Linked DNA regions of Mus musculus: all the other regions are linked to region 2. Evidence: chromatin contacts called from public promoter capture Hi-C data. All regions are on one chromosome and are shown on one strand. Each heading gives the region's core, a stretch centred on a gene start, on an enhancer-like site or on the middle of the called end of the contact. The rest is flanking DNA. Distances are from core to core; before and after follow the strand shown.

The links. Promoter capture Hi-C pulls out the DNA fragments that hold promoters and counts their contacts.
Region 1: a promoter capture Hi-C map of pre-B cells shows a contact between it and region 2, with 6 times the contacts expected there. The contact joins the promoter of Ino80b here to the promoter of Retsat in region 2. A contact is called at or near these places in 4 of 39 promoter capture datasets (cranial neural crest, liver and pre-B cells).
Region 3: a contact with region 2 is called in a promoter capture Hi-C map of hippocampal neurons, with 5 times the contacts expected there. The contact joins the promoter of Lbx2 here to the promoter of Retsat in region 2. A contact is called at or near these places in 2 of 39 promoter capture datasets (hippocampal neurons and liver).

Annotation. Positions count from the first base shown.
Region 1 is chr6:83,123,544-83,127,233 of GRCm38.p6, reverse strand. Ino80b (INO80 complex subunit B) reads left to right here and starts at 2,115. Exons shown (of 5, transcript NM_023547.2): 1 at 2,115-2,223; 2 at 2,457-2,649; 3 at 2,809-2,927; 4 at 3,071-3,240. The coding sequence starts at 2,166.
Region 2 is chr6:72,597,216-72,600,889 of GRCm38.p6, reverse strand. Retsat (retinol saturase (all trans retinol 13,14 reductase)) reads right to left here and starts at 2,288. Exons shown (of 11, transcript NM_026159.5): 1 at 2,094-2,288. The coding sequence starts at 2,262. It overlaps Elmod3 (ELMO/CED-12 domain containing 3), which reads left to right and starts at 2,477. Exons shown (of 12, transcript NM_001253692.1): 1 at 2,477-2,568.
Region 3 is chr6:83,084,055-83,087,860 of GRCm38.p6, reverse strand. Lbx2 (ladybird homeobox 2) reads right to left here and starts at 1,496. Exons shown (of 2, transcript NM_010692.4): 1 at 1,239-1,496; 2 at 1-178. The coding sequence starts at 1,437.

The sequences.
Region 1 (3,690 bases), core at 866-3,365, about 11 Mb before region 2:
GTCTGAAGATAGCTACAGTGTACTTACATATAATAAATAAATAAATCTTAAAAAAAAAAAAAAAAGAATCAAGAAAGCTGGGTGTGGTGGCACACACCTTTAGTCTCAGCACTTGGGAGGTAGAGGCAGGCAGATCTCTGAGTTCAAAGCCAGCCTGGTTTAAAAAGTGAGCTCCAAAGACAGCCAACCAAAAACAGCCAAGGTTACACAGAGAAACCCTGCCAAACAGGTAAATAAGCATAAACAAACAAACATAAACAAATAAACAGCCAGGGCCACACAGAGAAGCCCTGTTTTTTTTTTTTTTTTTTAAAGATTTATTTATTTATTATATGTAAGTACATTGTAGCTGTCTTCAGACACTCCAGAAGAGGGAGTCAGATCTCGTTACGGATGGTTGTGAGCCACCATGTGGTTGCTGGGATTTGAACTCTGGACCTTTGGAAGAGCAGTCGGGTGCTCTTACCCACTGAGCCATCTCACCAGCCCAGAAGCCCTGTTTCAAAAATGAATGGATGAATAAATAAATAAATAAATAAATAAATAAATAAATAAATAAATAAATAAAATCAAGAGAATCAAGGGGCTGGAGAGGTGGCTCAGCTGTTAACAAGATTTGCTGGCCTTGCAGAGGACCTGAGGAGGCCAGAAGAAGCATCCAGATCTGAAACTGGAGTTACTGATGATTGGGAGAAGCTATGTCAGCACTGAGACCCAAACCAGGGTCCCCTGAAAGGGCAGCAAGTGCTCTTAGCTGATGAGCCATCTCTCTAGTCCCATTCAGATCATTTTAAAACATTATGTGCAGGTGTGTGTCTGTGTCTGCCTATGTACACTTGAGTGCAGGTGTTGGCACAGACCAGAGCTATCAGATTTCTTTAGAGATGGAGTTACAGGCAGCAGTGAGCTGCCTGATGTGGGAGATGGAAAGTGAACTTGGGTCCTCTGCAAGAGTTGTGTGCATTCTTAACTACCGAGCCATCTCTCCAGCCCTGAATCACAGGTTTTAGAGTTTTTCTCTTATTTATTGGCATATTCAATTCTGTGCTTTTAAAAAATATGTATAAATTAACTAGAAGATAAAGGAAAACATTCACAAATTTTAAACAAAATTTAAAGGGGGAAAAGGATATGTGAAAAATGGCAGCAAAGTTTGGTTATTAATGCCTGTAATCTCAGCCCTAGGAAAGCTGAAGTAGAAAGTTCATGGATTTGACACCAGTCTGGGTACATACGGAGTACCAAGCCAACCTGGGGTACATAGTGAGACCCCTTCTCAAACAACAAAAACAAAACAAAGGTCTCCCACCTCCCTCATTTCCCAACCACACATCAGCAATTTCTCTCACCAGTTTCCTACCTTGCTATGTTTGGTTTTGTTCAAGTTAACTAGCTTCCTAACTTCGCAGTACAGGGATGTAGTAAATTCATTTAGATCCCTCATTAGAGGGATTCTTGTATTCTTTACAATGTAACTGTTCTCTGGAATCTAAATTCTCTGTCAATCTTATTATTTCACAACTTTTCTTAGTTGAGAAGCTTAGTGTTTACAAATAAAGATGCACCGCAACGACGTTGCCCCTCATTGCCAACCAATGAGAATGGGGAGATGGGGGTGGGGGGAAGGAGAGGAGAGGAGAGGGGAGAAGAGAGGAAAAAGAGAGGAGGAGGGGAGGGGAAGAGAGAGCGATGAGAGGGAAGGGGGAAGACACAAACAGACAGACATACATACAGACAGGCAGATAGACAAAGAGAAGAGACAAGAGACAGCAACACAGAGAAAGGGAGACAGAACAGGTCAGGAATCTAATACAGGGAACCCAAGTTAGGGGAAAACCTTACCTTTTTTGGTGGCTTTTCCAGCCTCCTAGAGGCTTTGAACTTTCGTTTTGAGAACAAGATGGCATTAAGCCTGGCCTCGAACTCGTAATCCTTTTTAAGTCTGGTGCGCCAGTAAGGTGCCTAGCAATGCCGGAACTTTTGTTTGGAAGGGACCCTGTTTCTTATCGGAATATTTTTGGCTGTAAGGCGTACCACGCACAAACATGGTTGCCAGGCGCCGGAAGTAGCCGGTTATTTTGCTGGATTCCGTTCTTCCGCGGGGCGGAAAAGGCATGTCGGCTTGTGTCCCGACAGTTTCCAGTCCTCTCCCTTTGCAGGACCCCATGAGCAAGCTGTGGCGGCGCGGGAGCACATCTGGGGCTATGGAGGCCCCCGAGCCAGGTAAGCGCGGGTGGATCTAACTCGAGTGATCTTGAAAAAGGAGTCGCTGTAACTCCGTGGAGCCGGTGGAGCCGGGTCTGCCCGCCACAGGTGGGAAGGAGCGAGGCGGGGCTGTTGTTATGGTAACAGCTAATAACGTGGGAAGAGTGGGACTCAGTTGAATTGTTAGGTTAGTCAGATCTTCCCCCTGCCACTTTTTGGCCGATCCCCTCAGACAGGCTCTCCTTCCGCAGGGGAAACGCTGGAGCTGAGCCTGGCAGGTGCCCACGGCCACGGAGTACACAAGAAAAAACACAAGAAACATAAAAAGAAACACAAGAAAAAGCATCATCAGGAAGAGGAGGCCGGACCGACGCTGCAGACTCCTGCCAAGCCCCAACTTAAACTTAAAATCAAGCTGGGTGGACAGGTCCTGGGCACCAAGAGGTGAGATCAAGTATTTAACTCGGGAAAATTCAGTAGCAGGTGGGCTGGGTCCAAGTTAAGGCAGCAAGAATCCCAGCAGGTCGGAAAAGCTGTTTGTAGCTCCAAAGTAGGAGAGAGCCAGCCGCTTGTTCACTTTAGAGTAGTGTTTCTACTCTGCAGTGTCCCCACTTTCACTGTGATTCCTGAGGGGCCTCGCTCACCGTCTCCCCTGATGGTGGTGGATAATGAAGAGGAACCTATGGAAGGCGTACCTCTGGAGCAGTACCGCGCCTGGCTGGGTGAGAAGACCGTAGAGGTGGCAAAGCTGGGTTGCTCATTTCTAACCAGCAAAAGGAAGAGGGTGGGGTCTGAGAATTTTCAGTGTACTAGGACCAACTTCGATAAATTAATGTTTGCACTTTCCTTCAACTTTCCCACCCAGATGAAGACAGTAATCTGTCCCCCTCCCCACTTCGGGACCTGCCAGGGGATCTGGAGGGCCAGGAGGAAGAGGAGGAACAGAGATGGTTAGACGCCCTGGAGAAGGGAGAGCTGGATGACAACGGAGACCTCAAGAAGGAGATCAATGAGCGGCTGCTTACAGCGAGACAGGTAAGTTAGTTCCATCTGTATTCACTCGACAAACATATGGAGAGCTTGTTGTTTCTTAGGCAGTGAGAGGAACAGGAAAGGAAGGTGGGTGGATATTCAAGTGCATGCTGACAGAAGGTAAATGACTTTCCTTTTTGAATTGGGATCTTAGTATTTAAGCCCTGACTGGGATATGCTTGCCTTTGCCCCTAAGTGCTGGAGTTAAAGGTGTGTACTGCCACACACACACACACACACACACACACACAGAGCTCCTAAGTAACTTTTTAAAACTCCAGAAAATAGGGCTGGTGAGATGGCCCAATGGTTAAGAACACTGACTGTTCTTCCAGAGGTCCTGAGTTCAACACCCAGCAACCACATGGTGGCTCACAACCATCTGTAATGGGATCTGATGCTCTCTTCTGGTGTGTCTGAAGAGGGCTACAGTGTGATCATATAAATAAACCT
Region 2 (3,674 bases), core at 1,039-3,538:
TACTCGGTAAGAAGTCTCTACGGCTGCTGGGCATGGTGGTGTACTCCTGTGATGGGAGCACTTGAAAGGTGCATTAGGAGGCCAAGATCATCCCACAGGAGGCCAGCCTGGGCTCGTTAGACCCAGTCTCAAAACAAGAGGGAAGGCAGACCTTTCTTTTAAGGTAGTTTATTTACTCTTGACTAAGATGTCTCAAAACATTCTACCAGGGAATACCTCGGACCAGACAGGCAGGTTAAGCAGTGATGAGTCTTAACCCCTACAGTGTACTTGAGGGATTTGATACCTTTCAAAGGAAGTAGGACTGACTCAGCTAGCTACTGTAGAACAAAACCAGAAAGATGGCAACTGCACAGGGCTGTAACGTCAGTTCTGTGAATGCAAGCGAGGAAAGAAAAGGCAATAAGGCTCAGGGTGGGGGCTGGGGACGCTGGTGGTTCAGGGAACTGGGTTTCTTTGGAAGAAGCAAGGTCTCTGAGTGCCAACGGAGGTGGAGCAGGCAGAGCTGCTCAGAGGCTGCTACTCTGAGAGGTCACAGCACCAGCCTCAGAAAAGGAGGAAGGTTGGTGTGCCGGGAACCTCACAGAACCAAACTGGAATGCACGGTCAACACAAGACCTGGGATTTGTTGTTTTCTCCCAGTCTTTTACTTCCTTTCCTCCTTTATTTACTTACTTTCTTTGATTTTATTGATTCGTGTTTTTTAAGACACACGGTTTCACTACACATGTAGCCCTAACTGGGCTGGAACTCCCTATGTAGAGATCCACCTGTCTTTTCCTCCCCAGCGCTGGGATCACAGGAATGTGCCACTATGTCCAGTAAATCTGCTCATTAAACATCATTGCCCAAGGCCAAGTGTTCACAGCTTTAGTCTCAGCACTCAGGAGGCTGAGGTGGGAGGATCTCAGTGAGTTCAAGGCCAGCCTGGTCTATATAGCAATAGCAAGTTCCAGGACATCTAGAACTATAGAGAGAAACACTGTCTCAAACAACTAAAAACTAAAAAAAATAAAATAAAAAAAAAATCTCCATCCAAGCCATGGTGGCTCACATCTGTAATCCCACCATTTGTAATCTCTTGCTGATGGTGGTTGGAGAATCACTGTGAATTTGAGACACACTTGTCCTGTATAGCAAGTTATAAGCTAGCCTGGGCTACAAGTATGAGACCTGCCTCTCCCCCAATCCACAAACAATAACAATAATAAAATAACTGGGTGTGGTGCCTCTTAGGAAGTAGAGGCACAAGGATCAGGAGTTCAAAGTCAGTCCCCAAAAAATAGTGCAGTTAAGGCTAGCCTAGGCTTGGCTAAAATTTACAAGTCAGAGGCTCCTGGAGGTCAAAGAGGTGATCCTTGTTTGTTTTTTGAAAGTTTTGCATTTGGGGGTTTTGGTTGTTTTGGGGTTTGATGTGTGCATTTAGACAGGGTCTCATTGTGTAGTCCAAACTGGAATTAAATTGTTGCACCACTATGCCCAGCTCCAACACTTCCGTAAAACGTTGAAAGGCAGACATGCTGGTGCATGCTTGTAATCTATCTCATCATGCTGGGGACAGAAGAAGAGGGCTGCTCCGGGTTTGAGCCTGGGCTGCGAAGAGAGTTCAAAGCCAACTCCAGTACAAAAGTGAGACCAGTCTCAAAAACACAAACCTTGGGAGCACTCTACACGTGCTTTAGAGATGGTTCACTGGAGAGTGGAGTTCTTATCCCTAGCCAGTACTGAAATTCCGAAGTTATTATCAAGCTTCAGTTCTATGAACTGGACTACATTTTGCCTGCAACCCGCTTGTTAGGAAAACTTTCAGTGCTGCTTCCCTGTGCCCCCGAGCATGCACAGAAGTATAGGGAAAAGTTGGCTCCAGACCCAAGTAGGGGAAAGGTCTCTTATTCTGTGTAAGCCGTGAGCTGAAAAGATTCCAACTGGCGGGGCTGGAATTTGGCGTGCCAAGGGTAATGCCTGCACCCTTTCAGAAGCAAAGAACACTAAATTATGGAACCTCTGTGTGCAAGAGAAGTTTTCCCAGCACTTTACTAATGGGGAGACATGAGCAGAAGGCCCGAGAGCAGGCCTGAAACCCATCAGTTGACCTTGTTTGAGAACTTTCTTCCTAGCCTCCTTGTCGGTCACCAGGGGTTCAGGCGGTCGCTTGACATCCTCGGCGAAGGGGTTCGGGGAACTTGCAGCGTAAAGGCCCACGTAGACCCTGTGGAGGATCACCAGCAGCAGCACGGCCAGCAGCAGAGCAGTGATCCACATGTTGCTGCCAGGGCTCGGAAGACCGCGTCCTTTCCCCGCTGAGCTCGGCTTTTATAGCTGAGGCCCCGCCCCTCTAGTTCGTCCTTGGAGTAATACCAGACTTGGAGGAGCCGAAGCATTTTGACTCACGCCTGCTCAAAACTGATGAAGATTGTCCATTATGGACCTCCGTATGATCTTTGCAGAGCAGGAGTTCAATTGCCTAATGGGAAATGTAGTTCTAGCGCGAGACAGGCGACACTGCACGGCTGCGCGAAAAGGGGGATGTGGGATCCCCCCCTTACCGGAACGCTGGGGACGCGTCCGGTGAGCAAGGGGTCTGGTGAGGGAGGTGAGGGTGAGGAGGACGATGTCTGGTGGAAATGGTCACCGCGGGACCACAACAAGGATGAAAGTTGCAGGTCTGAGAGAGATCCTGTCTGGGAGGCAGAGAAGACCTGGGTTCTGGTGCCTTTTCCGTGTTGGATTCGCTGGAACCTCGGAGGCAGTTCATTGCTTTCCTCCCCTCTCCTCTTCCAAGCAGTGACAAAGTTTCTGTGCCCACACAGCCTCTGTCTGGGTATCTGAGTTGAGACCTTGTTGAGACCTGCACAGGAGCTCTCCTAAACCTGTGTCAGCCCAGGACTGGCAGCCTCACACCGACGTTATCCCTAGGTGGATTCCCCTAATCGTAACTACTCTATCAGGCTCTCAAAGTGCAAGCCACCTAGGACAAGCCTCAAGAAAGACTAAGTCAAGGATCATCCTGTGTGTTTATTTGCATTTAAGGACGCACCAGCTTCTAAATCAGCTTTTCAGAGAGTTTAAGCTCCAGCAGACAGTCTAGATATCCTACCATCTTAATGTTGCCCTTTGAGGAAAGTAGGTCTGAAATACGTACTTGACTTAAGAGGGATTTGTTTGTATAGGAGGCCCATTTCCTCAGGTACCCACTATCAGGAGGAATGACTTCGTAACTTTGAGTGTTTTGTCCTTGTTTTAGGCCCCAGCGGTGCTCCAGTCCGGTATGTAAAGCAGGTCATGCTTCTATGCTACTTGGTTCGTTTTCCCCACAGTAACAGGAGAGCCTTCCCGAGACTTTGTCAGTCCTACCTGTGACCCTGCCAGGTTATCTGATGTGTGTGTATCTTATGCTGTCATTTAGGCCGAGATGGAAGGAAAGGAAAAGAGAGGTAGATGCTGAGGTTCTGGGGAGGGGGGGGGGGAGCTAGTTCCTGGGGTGTTTCAGGGAGGACGTTACCACCATCCTCTCTAGATCACAGGCAGCCAGGCGTCGAGCCCAAAAGCTGTTTGTTACTGGCAGTCAGTCCTTGGGGAATGTAAATCATAGTCCCCTAGTGGAGGACTGGCTCCGTGGAGGGCCTCCCCACTGACTTAGTCCTCTGAGTCTGTGAAGTATGACTGTCAGTTGT
Region 3 (3,806 bases), core at 247-2,746, about 10 Mb before region 2:
GCATTAGCCAGGCCCAGTCGCGCAGCAAGTCCGTCGCGCTCTGACGGTGCCAAGTACTTCTGGAAGACGAATCGCCGCTCCAGCTCCAGCACCTGCTGTGCAGTGAACGCTGTCCGAGACTTGCGGCGTCTCCGGACACCAGCGCCAGGCCCCGGCGGCGCCTCCGGGGCGGCTCTGCCTGCCAGGATGAGACGGAAATGTCAGTCTCGGCTTTGGAGGAGGCTGAGGTCTGGATGGAAAAACTTAGGGTCGCGGGGCTTAAGCAGGTAGAGGGAGCGGGGTGGGCCAGCATCACGATCCCTATACACCGGGTCAGAACCCGGATTCGAAGTGCAGCAGGCCTGTGGGAATGCTGACGACAGAGAGATGAGATTACTCCAGCGGGTAGAGGGTGAGTGGGACTGACCAGAGATCTGGTACGAGAGTCAAGACCGTTTGGAGAAGGTCTCTGACGCCGTTTGGAGCTCCAGGCTGTGCGTGGTAGTAAGTTAGAGGCCAAATTGAGGTCGGGTGACCCATCTGGCCAAATAAAGTCCTTAACACCAGCTCTCTTTCCGGGAGCCCAAAGGGAAGGAAGGCAGGCGGAAGGCGGTTCCTGTGCCCAATAGTGCTGCAAAGGATCTTCTACAGGGCTCAAGAAGTGACTGGGGCTGGGGCTGGGGCTGGGGCTGGGGCTGGGGCTGGGGCTGGGGCTGGGGCTGGGGCTGGGGCTGGGGCTGGGGCTGGGGCTGGGGCTAGGTAGCTGGGGCTAGGTAGCTGGGAGGAATTTTCTGCCTTGTCCTAGCCCTGCCTCAGTCTTTTCTTGCCAGCAGCTCAAGCGTTTTTTCTCTTCCACAGCCTTTCTTGGTCATGATTACCCCGCATACAGCGAACGTACCAGCAGCCGAGCGGGTCCCTGGATTCGCTCCAGCCTGGCGGTACCCCTCAGCCCCTGCCACCCCCTGGAGCAATTGCAGTCTCAGAACTAACTCAGGAGACCTGCCGAGCCCTGTCAAATGCAACTCCTGACACTTGGGCAGAAGGCAGGGGGTGGGTAAAAATGACCAGCCAGGGCCAGACAAAACTTTGTGACCAAGGACGAGAGAGTGAAGCGGGGGGTGGAGGGAGAGACAGATATAGACAGGGACAGACAGACAGATCCGCGCGCGCGCGCGCACACACACACACACACACACACACACACACACACACACACACACACACACACAGTTCAAGTCCGCTACTTGGCTGGCGTGTACCTTCAGAAGGCTGTGGTGTAGCCCGCGGGGAATGGCCCAGGAAAGTTTTACTTGCTAGCTCCTCCAGCGCACACAGTGGTGACGCGGGATCAGGGCCGGCCTCGGGAAGCTGCGGTGCAGAAGGTGCTTCGGGGACCATGCTCGGACCTAGGATGTCTGCGATACTAAAGGGTGTCCGGCGCTGATGTACAGAGTTCATGGCAAGCGGGATTGTAGCGATCCCGCCTTCTGCTGCGCTTGGCTTCACAACCTCCTAGGCCCCCAGCGCTCAGCTTCCGATCTGGGCCCCCTGCCTCGGACCCGCCCCCTAGAGCTCAGTTGAAGCCCCACGTCCCCTCCTCCTGCACCCCCACCTCCTTCCAAGGGCCTCAGTGAATCGGGTGCCCATAGGTGTACTGGCAGCCTTATTTCTTCTATAGAGTAGAAAGAAGCCCATGGCTTCTGATTTTGAGGTGCACATTCAAACTGGATGTACTCCCCTGGATTGCATGCTGCTTGGCTCCCTACTTAAACTCTGGCTCATAAATTCTAGGGCAATAAAATTGCTTTCCCTGGCCTCAAGGACTGGGGACTTGCAGGGTTCTGAGAAACAGGATCAGGGCTGATTGTGTTAGGGACTCAGCATCCTAACTTTGCCTATCTTTCTCACCCAACCCTGGGAAAAGGTCTTAAAGAGAAGATGGTGGCTAGAGATGGTTGGTGTAGTGTGGGGGTCCAGGATCGAGAACCTGGCCTATTGGAATACCTGTCATAAAATGATACCACAAGGAATGGGGCAGGCCACACTGTAGCCTGGAGGCTCCAGTAAGTTAAAACCCACCCAAAAGGATCTCAGAGACCTGGGCTGGTACTACTTGCTCAGAGGGCTCCTGGCTAGTGAGGACTGGACTCCAGAGGGCCAGCTCTTCTTACTGGCTTGCTATAGATCTGACTTTATCCTTTTATTAAGTCCTCAGAGTTCAGGTGTGACTTCCTGTAGGATCACTCACTCTCCAGGGAAGACTAATGGAAGGCTTGGCTTGTTCATTGCGTTTTGTGTTCTCTGTCCCCATCTCCTCCACGTTTATTTGTATCTGGGTTAGCACTCCATGATCATCTTGAGCTGAAATAAGGCAACTCTGGCTTAACAAAGCTGGGTCAGTAAGGTTGCATAGGCCTGGTTCCTTTTCTAGGCAATCTTCCTCAGATAGCTGAAAGCTTTACAGCTTATAGGTATAGACTGGCTACTCCCAAAGAGCAAGCCTCTTCATTGCTAGGGCAGTTGCAAATGCAAGCCAAAATTCATTTAAATTATTATTATTATTGTTGTTGTTGTTATTTTGAGACAGGCTCTCACTGTCCTGGATCTTATTATGTAGACTAGGCTGGTCTCGTGTGTGCCACCATACTTGGCTTTAACTTTAATCAATCTATTTATGATTGAGCTGGGGTCTCACTATGTAGTCCAGGCTCTGCTCAAACTCAAAGTTAACCTTGGCTCAGTCGTCTGTGGAGTGAGCCACTGTGCAGTCAAAATGAGAATTCTATTTATGCTTGTTGTGCTTTGTTTTGTTTTGTTGGGAGTGCAATGAAAAGCCAGAACAGTCTCTCCTACATTGTTCCCAATGTCACCTCTCCTGTAGCCTCTCCATCTCCCACTATTATTCAGTGACCTCCTCCTTGGGGCAAGTTAACTTAAGCGTTTGGGTGCTCCAAAAAGGTCTTAGGAGACCCTGGAAACCTGGGCCAAAGGCTACTCGACAATAGGACACTCCCCTTAGTAGGAGGGGTGTTTTCCCCGTCCCGAGTTTCTTCTGGTGATACTCTGAGCCTTCAGGCACCCAGGTTCTCCTGGGGTCTGGGGGATGCTCTTGGGCTTCAGGAGGCACTGCAGGGTCAGAGAGCAGAGCCAGGCCTCAGTGGAAAGCTGAGCTGCCTCAGGACTTTGTCGATTAGTTATTAATGGAGGGGTAGGGAGGGCACTAGAGAGCCTCTCCTTCAAGCCTCAGCCCTCAGCCCAACCCTTGTGGTTTCACTTAATATGCAATTAAAGCAGGTCCCAGGAGGCAGAGGGAACTGCCCTACCGCATCCCAGTCCTGTCACCCAACAGACACTGCAACCTCTCCCCGTGTATCCATTACGTGGCTTTTATGTCCTTTTACCTCTGCTCTCAATTACTCCTGTGTGTGCGTGCGGAATGAGGCTCTCCCGAGGGGCTCTGCCTTCCTTTCCTTCCATCTCTCCTGCCTACCTCCTCCCTTCAGCAGATGGGCTCAGGTAAGGAAGGGATGGGATGGTCCTCAGACACAAGTTTGGGGAAAGACAGAGAAGAGACGTGGAGAAGGTAAAAGGACAATGCCCCAACATCAGAGACTAAGGACATACCAATGCCCAGGGATTAGTCCAGACTATCTTGGGGCCACTGAGGGGGGCTTCTCCTGGCTAAGCATTTGGAACATGAGCTGGGGAGAAACTGGATCCACAGAGGGGGACCAGGGGAGTGTGAGTGATTAATGAGGGATGTTAAGAGATTAAACGTGGGTTCTGGGCTTGAGGGGGGCACTCAGCTCTCTCATAGTTTTGCCTGT